Linked DNA regions of Mus musculus: region 1 is linked to region 2. Evidence: chromatin contacts called from public Hi-C data. All regions are on one chromosome and are shown on one strand. The core of a region is the stretch at or near the end of the contact, and the rest is flanking DNA. Distances in the headings are between cores, read along the strand shown.

Region 1 (3,309 bases), core at 714-3,213, 170 kb after region 2:
ATTACAGCTTAAAGTTTTTCCATTTTCCACCCACAAGACCAAATCACGTTCTATGTGGAGACAAGGCTATACAAAGAAACCCAGAAACACAGCTGGAATGCTTACCCATTCCCTATCGGTGGGGCTGTCCCAGGGCCTGCCCTGTCCTATAGCATCAAGAGGCAGGGCTTGCAAGGGAATCTTAGCAGCCTGCAGAGGGCCCTGTAGGCTGATCCTGCTGCATGTCTCACTAATCTTCTCACTGTGAAAGGTTGAGCTCAGAAGGTGTTAGGGACCAAGGAGCTCAGCTCCATCATGGGGCCAAATGACTCCCAGAGGAGTGTTTGGCTGCAGGAAGTCAAACTGCTGTTTGAAAAAGCAAAGACGCCTGCCAGCCTGTAGGCAAGGCTGGTTGCAGATAGAGAAATGAGAATATCTCTCAGGGAGTTCTTCCACATGGACTTGGAGCCATTGGGGTAGAGAGGGCTTCAGACTCGTGAAGGCTGAACTTCCTTAAATCTCCCCAAGACTGGTTATCTACTGAAGATGCCCATGAGATTGGGTACACCTCTGTTTTTATCATGTGTGGAAGAGAAGCTCATGAGGTGCCGCCTCTCACTGTTAGTCTGCGGGCAGCTAATGAGTGTTGGGGGGTGGGGGGCTGAAACTCATTTTCCCCAGTAGTGTAGCCACTGGTAAGTTCCTACGTTTCAGTAACTAATCCCCCACTCATGTTCATACAAGCAACCTTAGTTAAATACAGCAAGCAAAAAAGACACACACACACACACACACACACACACACACACACACACACACACCAGGTGTGTTGGTGCAGCCTGTAATTCTGACACTCAGGAGGCAGATCTCAGGGCCTGCCTGATCTACATAGGGAGTTCCAGAGTAGTGAGAGGTACACAATGAGATTCTGGAGAGAGAGAGAGAGAGAGAGAGAGAGAGAGAGAGAGAGAGAGAGAGAGAATATGGGGGAGAGAGAATATGGGGGAGAGAGAGAATATGAGAGAGAAATATGAGATAGAATATGGGAGAGAGAATGAATATGGGGGGAGAGAGAGAATATGGAGGGTAGAGAGAATGAGAGAGAATATGATAGAGAAATATGAGAAAGAATGTGGGAGAGAGAGAATATGAGAGAGAGGATGGGAGAGAGCGGGGGAGAGAGAGAGAGAACAAGAGGAGAGGATTGAAAGAAAGATTTTAGTAGGAGAGAGGTAGGGATGAAAGAGAGTCACAAGAGATGCCCCAAAATTCGGTGTATAAATGTATGAAATTGTCAAAAAACAACAAAACTAGAAAAGAATTCTTTAAGTACAATCATCTTGGGGACCCCTCTACAAGAAACATCTAATTCCAGCCATCTGGGTCCTTAGGATATATCCCATGAGCACTAAAACAGTCACACAAATAAAAACTTACACATGAGTGGCTATAGCAGCATTACTGTTGGTATCCACATGTGGATGAGGACATACTCTGGAATAATTATTTGGCCATGAGAAGAATATTGGCATGCTACAGTGTGTGTGTAGTTCAAATATATGTTGGGTAAGATAAGTCGGGCTCAAAAGGCCCTCTCCTATGATTCTAATTTTATGAAATGCACAGAGCAGGCAGGTCCCCAGGGGACAAAGCAGATGAGTGGCTACAGAGGCAAGGAGGAGGAAGTAAGAAGTGGCAGTTAACAGATGTGGAGTTTTCCTCTGAAGTGCGGTGAACACTTTATAATTAGACCATAGTGAGAGTTGTACAATCTTCAAACTGCAGTTTGAGACAGTTAAGATGGTCAATTTGGTTACATGTCTCTCACATGTATGTGCATGCACACACACAATGCATCTGCTATTCTGGCTAGGGTTAAATTAGAGAGTACATGAAAGTGCTTATGGGTAAGAGGGGGGGGGCAGAGCAGAATACAAGGCTGGGTAAATACAGGGTGATTACAACTACACTAAAAGATGCTTCTCTGAAGAGAAAATGATCCTAAGTGGGAAGAAATGAGGCTGCGGATGTCTTTGCATGACAGAAGTCTGCTTGATTAGTTTTCATTTTAGTGTTCCATATTTCCCCAAATGTCTGCAGTAACTGTAGGATACTTTTGTGATGGAAAACAAGGGGTCCAGGCCTCTTTTTCCCCATCTTCACTTCCTGGGCCACAGGGTTTCCACAGTACCACACCCCTGGCTTTAAGTCTACTTCTCTTTGGTATGACCTTGGCTGAAGTAGGGAACATAGCCTCCCATTTCAACTTCTTCTCCAAAGTTAGTGTCCATGCCCTCTGCTCTTCGCCTTCCTTGTGGTTTTTCAGCCTTGGCCTTCAAACCCTGTTTGCATACTTTAGTTTCTTCTTGGCTCTGCATACAGGCTAGCAGGAGGTTGCTTTCACTAGTCCTTGGCTCCTGAGTAACTCACAGGCACCAAGACCTTCCTAGGGATGTAAAGGTTCCCCCTGGAGGGGGCCGCTCAGCATCTGAGAGCTCTGCGAAGCTTCCCTGTGTTTCCTTCTCATGAAGAACTTTCCTAATGTCAGAGTTTCATAGCCCAGTGGCTCTCAACCTTCAAGGCTGTGACTGACCCTTTAGAACAGTTCCTGATGCTGTGCAGTGACTCCCCAGCATAAATTTATTTTTGTTACCACTTCATAATTGTAATTTGGCTACAGTTATGAATCATAGCATAATTATCTGTGTTTTCTGCCAGTCTTAGGTGGCCCCTGTGAAAGAGTCATTCAAATGCCACTCAAGGGGGTCTCGGCCCACAGGTTGAGAACCTCAATCAAAGCACTTCTACTCATGGTCACCTGGAATGTGTTAGTTCTTTTTCGACCAGCACAGCACGAGTATGCTGGAACCATGTCAGACCTACTAAGTATCAGTGAATATCTTTCATATAGCCCGTTTGAGACTCTTTCCCAAATAGGCATCAATCGATACCAGCTAATTAGCTAAGGGGTAAGTGGTGTGTCTACTTCTCTACTAATTCCAACGTGCCACCACCTCAATATGCCAGGCTTCCAAGAACAGCTTTCAAGCAACGAGAGCCCATCTACAGCAGGTAAGGTGGTGATAGGGAGGGGACTAGTTCTCAACTGCACTTGGTATCTGTGGAGCACTAAGAGCTAAACTGGGAAGAGGAAATGGAGGACAAAGTAGGCAATGGTTCCTTGGAGCCATCCTGGATGAGTATTCAGGTGGGAAGACTTTGACAGCATTTTGAGGAGGAGAAGGAGGAGGAGGAGGAAGGTTTGTGGGAAGGAGAATAAGGTGACCAGGGACAAGAAGGATTGGGTCAAAGGTGGGGCTCTGGCTGGGG
Region 2 (3,445 bases), core at 916-3,415:
AAAAGATGGCCTAGTCGGCCATCACTGGAAAGAGAGGCCCATTGGACTTGCAAACTTTATATGCCCCAGTACAGGGGAACGCCAGGGCCAAAAAATGGGAATGGGTGGGTAGGGAAGTGGGGGGGGGAGGAGGGTATGGGGGACTTTTGGGAGAGTATTGGAAATGTAATTGAGGAAAATATGTAATAATAATAATAATAATAATAATAATAATAATAATAATAATAAAAGAACAGTGCTTTGCTCTGTATAGATGTGTGTATGCATATTATACACACTCACTTGAGTCAGACTGCTCAAGTGTCTATGGCAGTGCCAAACACAGTGCCTGGCGTATGGCAAAATGTTCAGTGGGCATCTGCTGAATAAGCAACCCTTGAAGCCCAAGGAAAACATGTGATCTGAGGTACCCGCAAATTCTGAGCTTGTCCCTGAACATCCTGTGTGGACCCTAAGAGAAGGAAAAAGTGCTGCTCATATACCATCCCCCAACCTAATCTCATAGCAGCCACACACAGCCCTTAGTTCCTGGACCACAGCTTGAAGTGTTTCTCCAAAGTTTTTATCTGTCTGCTTTTCACTGGCCCTACCCATAACTCTTCCCTCACTGTAGAGTCCTACCTGTGCTTTCATCCCCACTCTAATGTCAATCACTCTTTCAGCAACCTCAGCTTGTCTCTCTGTGAGCCAGGGAGTCAGGATCACTTCCCCCATCAGGCTACGAGCAGGATTATAGTCAGTCCTTTGACTCTGAAACATTTGTACCCACTATTAAATCAACCATGAATTGAAAATGTTGGAAACCAATTTCATCAGTACGGAGCATGAAACAAAGATCCCTTGTCATCATTTCCTAAACAATATAGTATTACAACTTTTTGCATAGGGTTTACATCATGTTAGATATTATATATAATATATATGTAGATGATTTAGGGCATATAGGATTATATAGTTTATATGCAAATACTATTCTATTTTATGGAAGGATGTTGAGCATTGCGGTTTCTAATACCCATGGGAGGATGCTGGAACCATTCTAGTTCAAATGCCATATTTCATCTGGATTCTTATATCTGTCTATCATCTATGTTACATGAGCTTGGGGCTACCGATTCCACACCTAACTCTGTGTCTGTGTGTCCCTCCTCACAGCCTCAGGACCAAACCTTGCATTTGGCAATCACTTACGAAATTGTTTCGCTTTGTAACAAAAGCTTTAATGCTCAAATGGACATTGTTTATTTATTTGTTTTGATACAAGGTTTCACTAGGTAGCCATGGCTGGCCTGGGTATCACTTTGTAGACCAAGTTGGCTTCAAAGATATGCCCCATTCAGTTTCCCAATGCTGGGATCAAAGGTGTGGGCCACCCCCCTCCACCTTCAGGACATTAATTGCATTGATAAAAGATATTCAAGCTGCAGGGCCAGGGGGCAGGAAGCATCTGTAAGGGCAAGACACAGGGCAGGTGAGCCAACATTGAAACAGGGCAGACACTTGCCCACACTTACTTGGCATAGGCTTTCTCCATCAGGCAGGGCCAAAATTCCTTGTTGCCTCCTCGAGGATGCACAAAAAGGAAGTTATCGCCTATGACGGGCAATTGGTCATCTATCACTACTTCCACCCACTGGCCACACTGCCAGAACTGGAAGAAAGACGAGGATATGTGTGAGGTCCCTGAGCTCCTGTGTCTCAGCATTGCCCTGCCCCTGGGATATCTTCCCCCCTCAGACACAGGAGCTCAGTAAGGGGCTTCTGCATCTTTCCGACCAAGGCCAAAATATTGTTGGAACACAGCTTCTATCACCCAGCAACAAACTCCATCCAGAGCAAAACCCAGCCCAAAGGGCATATGTATGTCATCTCCAAGGGCAAAAGGAAAAACTAGTGTGGTACAAATCAAGAAAGAAAAGGGCAAGCAGCTCAGGGAAATCCAGGCAGGGAAGAAGGATGCGTGGGGTGTACTTTGCAATTAACTGTAGCTTTATTTTGACATATCCTTTGTGAGCTTCAAACAGACACAGGAGACTCCAGATCTTTTTTTGCACACACAGGGCAGCAGGGGGAACATATGTTAAATAACAAGAGGAGTGGCAGGTACAGGGCTGTGACAAGGCAGGACAGCTGACCCAGAGCTCAGGGCTCTGGGAAGGAAGCATGACAGGCATATTGCAAATGCACCTCAAATAATGAAGACAGAATGGGCGGAAGGCCTGGAGGCAGAACTCTGTGGCTGGCTCAGGAGGACTGAACAGTGACAGCCTAACTCTGACCTTTCTGTCCTCGTGTCACACTGGCCTTGCTATTGTAAGAGAGAAGTGAAAGTGCCCAGCGCTCTTACTGCTAAGAGCATAAATGTGCCAGATGTTCCTCTCCAAAGCAGACCACTTTCATCTTTAGTATTCAACTCTAAGCGGTTCACCCGGGGACATCAGCAAATGAGGAACATTCATTACAAAGCCAGCCTTCTAAGTGTCTTTGTTGGTTTCCATTGGACTGGATGGAGCATCAGGACTTGCAGTGTAGGGCTGAATTGGATGAGGGTATGTCTCTCCCAGGGGAGCTTGCTAAAGTGGGTGGATGTGAGTGTTCACCCACACCACCCTTTGCAAAGCTGGATGACTCAGGATGGTCGTACACACCGGAGGACACGATAACAGAGCAGGGATGGAGACAGAGACTGAGATGTCAGTGGAAACAAGGAAAAGATGTTTTCATGGTCTTTAACAAGCCAGGGTACTACAACTGGCTGTGATACAACTGGATGAATGGTCCTCCTGAAGCAACCAGTAAGCTGTGTTGGAATAAAGTTCGGAAAATAGGGATGCTATTGAGGGTCATTAAGGAAAGTTAATTATAGTCCCAAAGGGTACTCAAGAAGGCCATTCATTCAACTTTGGACTACTTGTGTATAGATAGAGTGGATACTGTCCAGTTGGTAGAATGGTGCCTGGTGTTTGGTTTTTGCCTCTTATTATTTAATAACAGTTACTAGGCAACACACTTACTTTATCTTGAGTCAGTTCCCATTTGTCAAATGGTAAGATAAAAGAATTACCTAGAAGGCTAAGGTTGAGATCAAATGAGACTGAGAGGGACAGTGTGATTCTGAGGAACTGTGACTTATCAACTTTTATGACTGTTCTGTTTAGCACCCAGAAAGGCGTCATGATAAACAAACAAGGGTGCTCTGGGACAAGGGGGCCGGTTTTGGCCAGTTTTATCTTAGGAATCATGATCATCTCATTCTTCTCTCATTACTAGGACTGATCAAACATGCTTTTTCTATGCAAGAACACCGGATAGAATGACTGTTGCCAGGTGTGTGTGTGTGTGTGTGTGTGTGTGTGTGTGTGTATTTTATAAAGTATTGATATATGTGCATAAATAATATTCAATATAGACAAAAAAGTAAGCTGACTGATGGTCAGGAATGTAG

Evidence for each region. Hi-C and Micro-C count contacts between places; a contact is called where the count stands out from the background.
Region 1: a Hi-C map of pre-B cells shows a contact between it and region 2, with 2.3 times the contacts expected there. The contact joins two enhancer-like sites. A contact is called at or near these places in 1 of 484 Hi-C or Micro-C datasets (pre-B cells) and 1 of 9 other capture datasets (liver).

Annotation. Positions count from the first base shown.
Region 1 is chr17:73,530,433-73,533,741 of GRCm38.p6, forward strand. All of the region lies in intron 6 of Galnt14 (polypeptide N-acetylgalactosaminyltransferase 14), which reads right to left. Among named protein-coding and RNA genes, the nearest start is that of Capn13, 130 kb to the left of the region's middle. Within about 2 kb of position 1,964, at least 41 of the 459 cell types and tissues checked have an H3K27ac peak or open chromatin away from gene starts, as enhancers often do. A contact at or near this core is called in pre-B cells, where this site is marked.
Region 2 is chr17:73,358,881-73,362,325 of GRCm38.p6, forward strand. Capn13 (calpain 13) reads right to left here. Exons shown (of 23, transcript NM_001033444.2): 5 at 1,515-1,651. Among named protein-coding and RNA genes, the nearest start is that of Capn13, 39 kb to the right of the region's middle. Within about 2 kb of position 2,166, at least 36 of the 459 cell types and tissues checked have an H3K27ac peak or open chromatin away from gene starts, as enhancers often do. A contact at or near this core is called in pre-B cells, where this site is marked.